2 separate regions of the Rattus norvegicus genome follow, and region 1 is linked to region 2. A link is a contact called in public Hi-C data. All regions are on one chromosome and are shown on one strand. The core of a region is the stretch at or near the end of the contact, and the rest is flanking DNA. Distances in the headings are between cores, read along the strand shown.

What was found. Hi-C and Micro-C count contacts between places; a contact is called where the count stands out from the background.
Region 1: a Hi-C map of mammary epithelial cells shows a contact between it and region 2, with 3 times the contacts expected there. The contact joins two enhancer-like sites. A contact is called at or near these places in 5 of 12 Hi-C or Micro-C datasets (kidney, liver, mammary epithelial cells and 1 more).

The regions. Positions count from the first base shown.
Region 1 is chr13:84,058,582-84,065,538 of GRCr8, reverse strand. No RefSeq gene overlaps it. Among named protein-coding and RNA genes, the nearest start is that of Nuf2, 190 kb to the left of the region's middle. Within about 2 kb of position 3,903, at least 2 of the 93 cell types and tissues checked have an H3K27ac peak or open chromatin away from gene starts, as enhancers often do.
Region 2 is chr13:82,604,566-82,611,367 of GRCr8, reverse strand. No RefSeq gene overlaps it. Among named protein-coding and RNA genes, the nearest start is that of Lmx1a, 240 kb to the right of the region's middle. Within about 2 kb of position 3,052, at least 18 of the 93 cell types and tissues checked have an H3K27ac peak or open chromatin away from gene starts, as enhancers often do.

The DNA.
Region 1 (6,957 bases), core at 2,654-5,153, 1.5 Mb before region 2:
ATGAATCCTTCTTGAAGAGGTATGTGGACAATGACTGGTTGAGCTTCCAAAGGTGCTATTGTAAAGAGGTAGGAGAGGGGAGCAGGCACAGAACCTTGAGAGGTAGCAGCAGGTGACTGTGGAGAGGGGTGACTTTGTGACAGATAGGGTTGAGGCTACTGCTTTCTGTTTTATGAACCAGGAAAGGTCAAAAAGAATTCGTTGAGATTTTGCCCATGTCCTCTAGAGCTCAGCACAGCTGGGGATGAGATTTCTTTCTTGTTCTCAATTCTGACATGCTCGGTCTTCAAGGTAAAGTTGATGAGCTAAAAGCACAGAGGTCACCGCACACTCCTTTTCTTAGACTTGCAGAGAACATTTCCTGTGGGCTTGGTTTTGTGTTGCATGAAAGGATACAGAGATGAATAATTCATGCCTCGTTTCTTCCAGCCGTTTATAGTCCAGGCTTTAGTGGGAGAGACGGGCATGTATGACTGTAGATGCAATGGAACATTTTACACAGTATTTTAAAAATGCCATCAGAGTTTGGAAAAAGAAATTGAGATAACACATGGCCTTTGTTTTGCAGGATGAGTAGGAGTCTATACTGTGGAGAAGAGCAAAACATTCCAGGTAGAAATGCATCTTAATAGAAAGACAAGGAGTGGTTGTTCTGAGTTGAAGGTTTGGATGCTTGGTTAAGAGATGAGATTCTGCCTTGAGTTTCAACAAGGTATACAGTGGCACTGTGAACGACTGGAGCTCTTATCCACAGACTCAGAAAGTGCTTCATTCTTATAATCCCCTTTCTGCATTGTGGAATCAATTAATTCTATAACTTCTACTTTCTAGATTGGCATTGGATGCTAAGTTTGCTTTACACGAGCATGGTCTGGGAGGGTAGAGGAAAGTCCTGCTCTTTTTCCTCGAATACTTACAAAAAATGTAAGTTCCCTCTCAGTTCATATCATATCATAAGACCAACAGGATGTCCTAGGGCTCAACTCAGTTTTGACACTAATTACCTGAAGTTTGCAGTGAACTAACAGGTAGAACGCTCAATTTTGCAAGGGTCCCCCACTTCCCAATCCAACCGCAGGAGCATTTCCAAGGTGCCACACTTCTGTTGCCTTTGCTGCTGATCGGGAGACTGCCCTGTTTCAGGAAGTTGCAGAAATGGCACATAGAACTGTAGGGAGCATGATCTTCATGTCTGCAAGCTCCTTATGAATGATGTCATCAAAATTGTAAATGAATAGAAGCATAAAGCAAGGCTAGAAAAGGCCCGGGGTAGGGCAGCTGTCCTGTCTTTGCTTGGGGTGTGCTACTCTACTGGAAGATTTCATTAACACAGAACCTCAGATGCCTTGCTAGGGCTTTCAGGGGTCTCTATTGCACAGATATCAGTGTGTGTTGGTGATTAGCTCAATAGTTACTCTCTGTGGGGCTGAAAGTTCCTATAATTATAGTGTGTAGTTAATTCCTTTGGTGACCAGGCTCTTTCCTGCAATGTGGAGTTTCTTTTTTTTTTCTTTTTTCTTTTCCAGTCACTGGGCATCCCCTCAACTCACACTTCAGTAGATCTGCTTGAAAGGGACTTCTTATAAAGAGCAAAAGATTCTTCTCTTACCCCATCACTTGGGATTTCTAGACTCAAGAAGTAGAAATGAAAAATCAAATAAATGTGACCAAATATATATGTTTCTTATTATCTAATAACATCTTTATGAATAATTTGGTGCACATAGCACAATTGGCTGTGGCCCTTTTGAGGAATGGACCCTGGTTAGAGAAGACACCATCAACCCCAGTGTGCAGTGGCTAACAATGATGATGTCAATGCCTGCTCATCTTGCTGAGTACTATCTGTCAAAAGCTGTGATGGATGCATTGTGGGGATGAGCTCATCTAATCCACATTGTAATCCTGCAGGGAAGCCAGGATAGCATCAGGGCATACAGGTGGAGCCCCTGCCACCTGCAACCAGGCTGCTGTGTCCTATTGAAAAGTAGCCTGGCCCTTCCCGATGTCTAGTGCTTCCGTTCCTAAGATGGCAATCACCAGGCCTTCGGGTCTGTAAGAATTTCTGGAAAGAGCACCTCTGGAGCTTAGTAGGGCTGCCAATTTCCCTTGGCCCGGAGAGCTATTCCCGTTCTGACCCTGTTCTTGTAGCCAGCTGGTACCATCCATTCTTCATTGTGAATGAATCCGAGAAAGTCAACAGGTACAAGCAATCACCAGAAAGCTATTTGTTGTGATTGAAAAACACTCAAAGAAATGGAGTGCCTCATAGATGATTTAATATTTTAAAGGTGGCGCATGCGAATGAGTCAGCTCAGGGTGTATGAGTGAGTTTACATTCCACATCAAGGTTTTACTTAAAGTTTACATTTTGTTTAAATTAGAAGTAAGATCAATGTAATATGGCTTAAACCTTTCTCAGAAATTTATGGCTTCTTTTAATAAACCCCATAAAAGACACTTTTAAACATATGCAGTGTTCTTAATGTAATGGTTCCATTCTCGAAATATATAGTATTTAGGTTGCATCTAAAATGTTGTAAAAGTATCACAAAGGCTGTAAAAATATTGTTAACGGGAAGAAATCTTTTAGAGGAATAAATATTTTCTTGGAAAGGGAAAAAGCTCTGAACCTTTTAGTCGGGGAATGGCTTGGTTTTTGAAAAATAACAATTTGCCTTCTTTAAATGTTCTTTCTGTGGTTCCACTCCAGCCAGTTATTAGATTAAAGCAGGCTGTTGCTACGCGCCCCAGAAACTCTAAAGATTTGATGTTGCACCCTAAGTTTGAGAGGACAAGTTCCATTTAAAGCTTTAATGAGGTCAAGGGAATAGAGAAGGAGGCTGGCCGAGGCTTTTGTGTTATTTTAGGACTGTATTTTAGAATTACGAGGCTTGAATGAAGCCTTGAAAAGAACACAGGGTTTAGGGTTCAGAGCCACTGCATGAGACGCAGTGTTGCTATTAACTAGGTTTGTGACCTTGGTTAAAAAAAAAAGTCACTCAAGTGCTTCAAGGCTTAGTTTTTTGGTTCTGGAAAATGGGGTTAAAAGTGCCCACCAGCACTGTATGATCTCATCTGTATGCAGAATATAATAAAGGTAATATCTTAGAGGCTGGGAGTAGAATAGTAGTTATCCAAGGCTGAGGAGAGGAAGGGAGGGAGGGATAGGCAAAGTTTGGCCAATCGATGTTCAATTGTGGTAAAAGGAAGCAAGAATCTGTAGAATGTTGTCCCCAGCAGGTGATTGAGGATGAAGATAGTGCGTAAAAATCATGACCAAGATTCCAGGAAATAGGCATGTTTCACCCCATTTCAACATGATACAGTCTATAGCTGTGTCAGAACATACACACTACCCCGCGAATATGCAGTCGTGGGACCCTGTCCACTTTGCAAGGTTATTGTGGAGCATCTGAGGTAATGCTCGGGAAAGTGTTCTGTGAGCCAAAAAGTGCACATGCACTCCACTTAGTTGACAAACATGTGCTGAGCACTTCCTATCTGGAGACGTAAAACGTCAGTGATCCAGGATGAGTTTGCCAAGGTCTTTCTGGTCCAGCTCACTACCTCTCTATCTTCCTTTCGTCTTTGCTGTATTTTGGCTAAGCCACTTCTAAGCTTTCTGTGTAAACATCTCCATTCCAACCTCAATGAGGAGTATTTACATCATCTTCTGGTGATCAGTTACACACTATATTTTCCACAGTGTGTGACTTGAGGCATAGGTAGTGTGATCAATTAATGGAGACTTACCATAGCATAGGTGGAAACCAGGCTGAGCCCAGTCTCTGCATATTGCTGATGAGCAAAAGTATTTGGCAGGGACATGCTGTATCATATCAAACTCAGCTTGGGTTTGTTTCTCGAGGGACAGGAATAGAAGCCTCAACTACATTTGCACATAGCTGTAATGTGAGAAGGTCTCTTGTACCCACTAAGCACTCGATTGTCCCACATAACTTCATAAAGCCTATCCTAGTCTTCATGGACACTATTCCGTCCACATAACTTCATATAGCTTACCCTAGTCTTTGTGAATAGACAGACTTGATGTGAGATAAGCAATAATAAGTTGAGGATAGAAGTAAAATATTAAAGGCTGGTCACAAAGAAAATTGGCTCATATAACTTTTCTTACTTACCAACAAGTATTATCAATGTTTATCGTGTGCACAGGTGTGGGATGATGTCACAGGTGAGGCAGGTACAAGATAGAATGAGGCCTGTTATTGGACAAGAGGGAAGAGTGGGCGGGAGAAAAGTTTGAAGGAAGAGGAGGAGACAGGAACGGAAGAGAAGAAAGGACGGAGAGAGCCGTGGCGGGACAATATGGAGGCTGACGTTAAGATTCCTCGCTGTACCTTTACAGGTTGTTATAAATGTACTTAAGGGATGGCTGTGTACAGGGCTTTGTATGTTTAGGTGGGGAATTATATCTTATCAATTGGATCAGAGGTTATTGTGTTGTGTGTTCTTTCATGTAGTGATTTAAGTGTAAGAAAGTATGCGGTGGCTAGAGACAATGGGCCACCAAGGAATTGGGATGTGTATTTCTGGCATGGAAACCTACCTTGGAAATTGGATAGGCAGAGAGATTGCTGCCAGGCTCAGAGAGAGGCCTACAGAAGTGTGATATGGGATGAAGCAAAGCGGGTGAGAGGCTTTGCTGACTGAGACTTAAGATACCTAGCAGATATCTTGGGGCACTGCAGTGCCGGACTTAGTGGAGGATAAAAGACAGTGTTATATTTTGTATATTTTTACCACAACACTCAGGTAAGATACATTTTAAGAAGATTTACTAATCTAATAGACTATATCACATTCAATGGTGGCAGCCATTAAGCCATCTAGGCTAGTTTCTATGGGGCGGAAACTTTTCTTTTTCTTTCTTGAGACAAGGTCATAGGTAGCCTGGGCTGTCCTTGAACTTTCTCTCTAACCATATCTGACTTTCAACATCAGCTCTTCCAGTATTTGCCTCCCAAGTGCAGAGATCCAAGAGTGTGCTACCCACTTCCCTCTTGCCATCTTTGTAGAAGGCTTTCTGTCACAAATCTCAGAGCAGTTAACAAGTAGCCAAACAGAATCCCTGAAGCATGGTGGGAAAAAATAGCCCAGGACTAACTCAGTTTTAAAGAGATGATGATTGAAGTCCATTCAGATCTCAGGACCCAAGTTCCAGAATATGCAAAGGGTAGGGAAGGATGGAAAACAAGATTCCTGGACTAACAGGTTCTGACAGGGCAACCCTAAACTTGCTGGCTTGTCTCCTGTAGCTGCAGCATCCAGGGCAATCTTAGTCTTTACTGCCTGATCCCAGGGCTCGCGTCCTCACTTCCTTAATCTGAAGCTCCTGTTAAGCTGTTTAGCGACCCACACTGTATTGATTAAATGAAGATAAAAATGGATGCTTCAAGAATCAAAATTTCTCTACATAGTGATCTTACTACAGTGCCAACACATGGTGTTTGCTCAGTAAATTAGCTATCACCATTCGCCTTCACGGGGACATGTCTTATAAGTACTCCGACTACATGCACATATGCCATATCTATACGAACATATATACACATATTCATACATATATGTATTCACACTGTTTAGTTTACAGTTTGTTAACAATGTGCTTTCAGTCATCACAGGTATATATACTAGAATTACCTTTTTCCTTTCTATTTCATGATCACATGGTCGTGATTTTCATATTGAAGATTATTAATAAGACGATGCATTTCCAGATGAGGGAAATCTTTGTTTTATATGGAACCTCAATACATTTTCCTAAAGGGATTTTTTTTTCTCTTTTGTTCCATGACAAGCTATTCTGGAACTTTTTAGTTGCTTTTGTTCTGGCGAAGGAGATGCGACCCAGGATGTGTGCATGCTGGACAAGCCTTTCTCCACTCTGTGCTGTAGCCTTAGCCTTCGTTCCAGCATCTTCTTCCCTTAGCATCCCATTACACTCCTTACTTTTTTACATTTTCAGTTTAAATCCTCCCTAAACCTTACACGCACTTTGGCCTCATTGCCACTGAAGACTACTCTTCCCAGATCACATCAATTTAAAGAAAATAGATGAAGTCTCTCTCTAATAAGTTCTACCCTTCCATAGGACTCTAGACTCTTTAAGCGCCACCTAACACATTCTGGAGTGCTTAGGTTTCCAAATGTGCTCTGTGAGCAGGAAACACTTGTTTCCCACTTGTTTTTTAAAAATACTTCTTGTCTATGTATCAGTGGTTTTCAAAATCATTGGTAGTCCCTGTTTGTGTATCTGACTGTGAGTACTATCAATAATGTTGATACCTACCATAAACTACTCTATCACCAGCACCACTACAAGACTCCATAAAAACACTACATACTTATTGTTTATACTGTGAGGATTAAGGCCCAGTTAGGGCACTGATGCCTTATGTTGTCCTCTGAGCCCAATTCTCAGAGTGTCCCATACCGTTTCTCTAATGAAGATCTTAAGGTGGTTCTATTTAGGTATTTAAGGTAGGGCCCCACAGGTTTCTATTTAAAAAAATTAATCCCTTTAATATTGGTGGCTCCTTTCTATTAGAACTTGGGTGCAAGCCCAGGGACCTGGCTGGAACAGACTCATAGTGATTTATATCAGGGTCTTCTTAGAAATCCCTCTCCTTTCCCTTGGCCTATTTTCCTTGAAGCCAAACTTCTTCAGCTCTACTGCCCATTATGTTGGACTCAGGTTGTTCTTAAAAGCCCCACCTTCCATATAAACCTTTTGTGAGCATCTCCCAGCAATTTTTCATCTGTTTATGCAAGCAGATATGTGTTTAGCTAGCACTTATTGCAAACTCAGCAAGTGTTGGTGTGGGGAGTTAGCTCGCTGAGAAGCAGAGGCAATTCCGATCCTGGGAACAGTAGCTATGAAGCCAAGAGCTGAAACAGAAAGTGCTCTCAAGAGTGAGGTAAGGTCATGAG
Region 2 (6,802 bases), core at 1,803-4,302:
CAACAGTGGCTGTCTTAGTCAGGGTTTTACTGCTGTGAACAGACATCATGACCAAGGCAACTCTTATAAGGACAACATTTAATTGGAGCTGGCTTACAGGTTTGGAAGTTCAGTCCGTTATCATCAAGTCAGGAGCATGGCAGCATCCAGGCAGGCATGGTGCAGGAGGAGACGAGAGTTCTACATCTTGTTCCAACGGCCAACAGAAGAAGACTGTCTCCCAGACAGCTAGGACAAGGGTCTTGAAGCCCACGCCCACAGTGATATATCTACTCTAGCAAGGCCACGCCTCCTAAGAGTGAGGCCACGCCTCCTAAGAGTGAGGCCACGCCTCCTAAGAGTGAGGTCACTCCTTATTGCATATGCCAAGCATATACAAACCACCACAGTAGCCATGATGGCCAAGAGATTTGGTGAACTGTGGAGTGACCTTGCCCTCTCTGCCAGGCCCTTAGGAGAAGCTCAAGTCTCATTTGGAAATGACAATCCAAAAATCAGATATGTGACAGCTTCAGATGGTGCCTTCATTTCCTTCCCTGTGGAGTTCTGCTGTAGCCTATTAAGGACAGAGTATGCAGGGAGGAGGGATTTAAAAAAAGGGATAAATTCAGTTTACAAAAGGGGTTCTCAAGCCTCCTAATGCCTTAATCCTTTAATATAGTTCTTCAACCTGTGGCGTACCTCAATCATAAAATTATTGTTGTTGCTAGCTCATAACAGTAATTTTTCAAGTTATGAATCATAATGTAAAAATATCTGTATTCTCCCATGGTCTTAGACACCCCTATCAAAGAGTCAGTTGACTACCCTGAGAAAGGTCGAGACGCACAAGTTGAGAACCACTGATTTACAGGGTTGAGGGCGTGGGAGAGCCTTTATAGAAAGTGCAGGATATTTGTTCGCAGATAGGAAGGCAGGGGCAGCAGAGGGGAGGCCTGGCTGAGGCAGAAAGCTTTCCCAGAAGTAAAGGCTCGCTGAGACGTTCTGGGGCTCTTGGGCTGGCTGTGTTCTCAGTTTCCATACGACATTGTGCCAGAGGAGCTGCAATTCTTCATTTGACCACAAGATGGGGTCTTTGACTTTTATACCAGAAACCTTTTCCCTTAGGTCTGGGGAGACATCGTCAGTCTTTTCCTCTAGAAAGACATCTCGAAGGCTGTGTAGGGGCTGCAGGCCACGGGCATAACCAAAGAAGCTGTCTCCCTGAAGGCGATTGATTTTGCTTGACTGCAGCAACATCAACTAAGGTTTCGTCCGCCCACTTTGGGGGATAGGGGTAATATCTGTTGTGTTGTTTTGCGGGATCAATTTTCTTATTTTTCCCAGACGAATATCATCGGCCCTCTCAATTTTCAGACCAATTCACCATGCTCTGCTATTTTAATGTTTAATTTTGGTTCCTCGTTCGAAAGTTAATTAGCAAAATAAAATTATGCCCAAAGGAGGCATCTGCAGATACACCGGGGAACAAGTTGAGGAGGACACTTGCAACTTTTTAAAAAATATTTATTATCTTGCTACATAATACCCAAATGCCATGTGCTTAGGGCATAGCCGTAGTCACCTTCTGACTTCTTGCAGGGCCCCCACAGTCTCCGTCTGTGTCTCTGTCTCTATCTCTTTCTCGGCCTCTGAGCCAGCTAGCGCTGCATATATGTGCATGGATGTGGGGCACCATCTATTTGAACATGAACCACCTACCACAGGCCACACTGCTGAAGAAAACCGACTCTCCCACCACTAGCATTCACCAATTGCCGGTACCTCCTTAACTGGAGATGGGGCCTCATGAGCCCTTCCCTCTTCATGCTGGGGTGTGGACTGTCCTGGACTCACACCAGGATTGTGCCACAAACTACAGCCATTGAGAGCTCATGAGTGCTAGGGCCTTGCTGCTTCCAAAAGACATTATTTTGCAGCAGCCTTTGAAGATGTCTGACTCTTATCATATTTTTGCCACCTTTTCCACTGTGTTCCCTGAGCCTAAGGGGGAAAGGTGGATATAACACGGGTGTCACATTTATGGCTAAATGCCCACAGTCTCTTGTTCTTTGCACATTGATCAGTCTCTTAGTCAGGGTTTTCATTGTTGTGAACAGACACCATGACCAAGGCAACTCTTATAAAGAACAACATTTAATTGGGGCTGGGTTACAGGTTCAGAGGTTCAGTTCATTATCATCATGGTAGGAATCATGGCAGCATCCAGGCAGGCATGGCACTGAAGGAGCTGAGAGTTCTACATGTTGATCCAAAGGCAGACAGAAGACTGGTTCCCACATGGCTAGGGTGAGGGTCTCAAACCCCACCCCCACAATGACACACGTCCTCCATCAAGGCACACCTCCTAGCAGTAAACACTCCCTACGGGGCAAGCATATTCAAACCACCACAATCAGTGCACCCGATTTCAACTCCTCCTCACACTGACTTTAGGTTCCTTCTAATAGGCCTACGTGGGTGATAGGTCTCAGTGTCGAACAAACAAAAAGCTTACACCCGCATAGATGCACAGTTTGCTCCATTGGCCCAGACAGCCTTGTCTGCACTCAGTTTGGGAATGGGTGGGGCCAGACTTTATCTGGAGGAGAAAAGCTGTTATTTCTAATTTCAATAGAAATAAGGTCTGATTCACTGAAGACTTGCCCCGTCCATCAAACAGGATCATTTGAATGTCCTACGGTTGAAATAAAGGTTGCTGTCCCTCTTTGCAGTCCTTACTATACCCATGCCCAGACTCCAACACACCAGACACTGGCACGCCACAGTGCAAAGAATGACCTGGTATGTGCCTATGTCCCCAGCTGGCCAGGAGCTCCTTGATAGTAACAGCCAACTGTGTCTTATTCCTTCTTTGACTATTTCTAAATGCACATCTGGCAGGGCACACGGTGCCCAAAGCTGACACCAAAGATAAGAGACTCTGTTCTTGCGCTCAGATAACTGCAACTCTGTGTCTTGGGAGCTGCTGTCTTAGGGTGCACAGTCCCATTGCCTGTTTGAAAAAGCTTGCGCAGAAAGAGCATCCTCTGGTTAGGTCCTCCTAGCTCCTCCCTCTGCGTCTGAGCAACCTCCCTCTGTGCCTGGCTTGCTCACGAGCTCCTCCACCCTGCGCTGTGTATAATTACCACTGACTTTGAAAAGTTTGTTCCGCCTTTCCTTTTAACACTGCAGTTGCAATGAGAACTTGCCAGAAACTGGGTTGGTGCGCCAGCCGAGGAAAGGGATGTCTGGTGGCGTAAAGCCTCCTGCCTGCGGGCGCGTCTCTCTGCAGGTGCCAGGCTCCTGGCATCGTGCAAACCAAGCGCTGTCACGACTCGGTGGCCAAGGTGATTAATTAGCGGCATGGCCGTGCGGGGGCTGCGTGCTGGCCTCCACATCTGCCCCGTGACAGCGGGGGTCAATACGCGGTGTCACTCTTTTCTCTCTCACTCCCTCCAAAGCCTAATTGGCTGTGACACGCGGGCCAGCTGTTGAGAGAGGTGGAGCGCGGCAGGGCGTTTCTTCGGACCCAGGCAGCTTCAGGATGAGTTGCCTGCTGAGAGCTGATTCCTGCCAGGGTCCATGCCTTTGTTCCAAGATTTTGGCCATTGGTATCCTGTTCTTTCGTCCCAGTGTCATCCAGACAGGGCCAGGAGATTACTGTGGTGGAGTTCTGAGGTCTGCAGAGGGCATAAAGAAGCACGGTCATTGTCAAACAACCAGAAATCCTCTCTGAGACATCCACTGAAGTCACTGTACCAACACCGTTTGGAATACTAGCTTCCTGGTTTATTCTAGCACTGGAGATGTAGGCTGAAGGCAGGGGTTGGGAAAGAATGTCAACAGGGGTAATTTGCCAGAGTGTCAGGATGAGGGTATCTACACCCAGAACGAGCTTGACCCCGGGAAAGAACTAAAAATCCTCGCCAAGAGATCTAGTGCTGGCAAAATGCAATGATGGTGTGTGTGTGTGTGTGTGTGTGTGTGTGTGTGTGTGTGTGTGTCTGCCTGTGCGTGTGTGTGTGTGTGAGTTTGTGTGTGAGTTTGTGCATGTGAGTGTGTGTGAGAGAGTGTGTGAGTGTGTGTCTGTGTGTGAGTTTGTGTGTGTGAGTTTGTGTATGTGTGTGTGTGTGTGTGTGTGAGAGAGAGAGAGAGAGAGAGAGAGAGAGAGAGAGAGAGAGAGAGATTTCAACCTGCATGGGGGACAGCTCTTCTGTGAGCCTTTGGTTTCATTCTCCTAACTTGTTTGTATGCAAGCAGGTGGGCATGTGTAGGCTGGAAGTCAGCTGCAGCTTCTATTCTCCCTGCATTTTGAGACAGGGTCACTCACTGGGACCTGGGCTTTATCAATTATGATGTCGAGCTATCCAGACAGTCTCAGGGATCTATCTGCCTTAGTCTTTTTGTTTGGGTGTGGGGGGCTTGATTTCAAGTATGCATACCTGCATGAGAAGTACCCTACTGCCAAGTACTTTATCCCTCCCACCCCTACCCCCACACCACACCACAACACCACCACCCTTGCTCCCTCATTCAATAACTTTTATAGGATCAGGCTGAAGCAACTATCATTGAAGGCAGTGTGTTACAGCATAGGTAGGGGGAACTCACACCAGACACTGAAGCTGAAAACTGGTAGGGAGGACACATTCCAACCCAGGTAAGAAGTCATGGAGGGAGACCCCCAGAGGATCAAAGTGCTACAGGTGTCTTCTCACTCCTGCTCAGTCCAGAACCCAGCAAAGACTAAGCAAAGAAGTGTCAACTGTGTGTCATTGTTCCCTTTGACTATATGGACCAAACCTCAAGACGGTCTGAAAGGCAAGCCCGGATCTACAGGCAGGAAGGCAGAGAGTGGAGAGGCCTGAGGGTCCCAGCAGCCAGTGGGTTAGTAATAACCTCATTAGGAGGGAGAGACTTTGTGGCTCAGGTAACAGCAGTCACCGTTGCCAGCAGCCCTACAGCTGACTGCCCTGTCAGCAGCTTGAGTGGCTATAATTACTTGTGCAGTGGAGGCTCCTGCCTCACACCTCCCTTCTCATTAGCCCCCTGCAGGGCTGCCACCTTAGCAGATGAGGATGTATTGCTGGGACTAGCTCCACGTGTGAGCTCAGACAAGGGTGGGAGACAGACTAGCTCCACCAGCAGGCGGCATGGCCTTTCCCAGAGTGGCCAGGACAGTGTATGGTTCCTGTCCTTGAACCAGGGAACTAAAGGTGAGGAGAGGAAGATTCATCCTCTTCCATATCTCTCTTGGGTCCAAACATTCTGACATCCCCACTATATAGAGAGGAATCCATCCACTCTTTGTGGCTGTCCATCAAAGGATAGACCAACAGATGTACCCTTCTTGGTTAAGGGTGCACCTTTGTCTCGGTTCGCTAGTACATATTTGGACAGTGCAGGGTGGGCAGGAGTGACACATCAAGGTACAAAGGACAGTGTCAGCACAACAGTAGAAGAGCATCCTGATGCCTATTGAGTAGCCCATGGGACAGGTGGACAGAATTAAAGGAAGCAGAAAGTTACTGCTTACCGAACACCCAGCCTCTAGTGCGTGATGGACTAATATATCCCTGACTTTATCGAGACTGTGATCCATCAGAGAGGCAATGACCAAGCTATTCCAGGCACAGAGAGAGCAGTGACACCAGCCCAGCAAGACAGAGGCTGGGCAGTACTGGAAGAGCAGCGGCAGCATGTATGAGGAGGCATTGTGGGTAGGACAGTGGAGCGAGCTTACCCTTGCCTGTCCAAGAAGGCAGGGTGGTCAGTCCACCACGTCTGGCCAGCTGACCTTCTAGCTCTGTTTCTCTTACCCTGAGAAGGAGGCGGTGGCTGTGCGGTATCGGAGCATTCCAGCAGGCTCTCTGCTACCTCTGTCCCCTCTGCCTTCTCCCATTTTTATCCTCTACTCCTCAGTTTCGGTTAGCTACATAATGAATGCTCTTCCCTTTAAAGTTTGGAGTTTGTCCATTTTACTAAAGGACTCTATGTAAAGGAAGGTTTTTGGAAAATCAAGGGGAGGGGGAAATAACCAATTATCTGTTTTCAACCCCCATTAACAGGAAACAAATATTGATTTCCAGTCATCCCCACCATAGACACCATCTCCTGGAAAAATGTAAAAGTTGTACTTAATGAGCTAAGCAGTAGTCTGGGCCTGTGATGGGCATAGCCTTCCTAAGTCCTTGGGTTAGATTTCCTCCCAGGGCAGTGTGGCGTTTGACAACTGTGCTGGTGAAATGACACCTGCTTTCTCAGATACCTCAAGGTCGCTCAGGGGGAAGTGTGAGGACAGAAGGTAAGTGAGGTGCAACTTTGTGAGAGAGAAGATGATGGCTGAGGCTCTGGCAGAAAGGGACTTCTGCCACCTGCTGAACACGTCCACCAGCCAGGGAGCTCCGCTGGGGCTGGGCTGCTAGGCGGAGCAGTCTGTGTACAGACAGATTTTCCTTCGGTGGGGTCTTGCTTTTCTCTCCAAGTCTGATGTTTGACTAGCTTTATATTTCCCTCTAACAGTGATACGTTTAGGGATAGTCTAGACCCTCGGGATGCTTGATATAATAAATCACTAAAGTTGGAAGGCTTCATGCTGGGGAAATGGCTCTGTGTTTTGTTTTGTTGGTTTTTGGTTTGTTTTGTTTTTTAATGCTTCCTGTGTTTGGGGGCCCAAGTTTGGATTTCAAAGCAGCCATATAGAAAGCCGGACATGCTAGCATGTCTGAAACTCCAGTGATGTAGAGACACAGACAGGGGAGCCAGCCTGAGTTTGTCCGCAACTAGTCTTCCCAAGTCAATCAACTCCAGGTTCAATCAG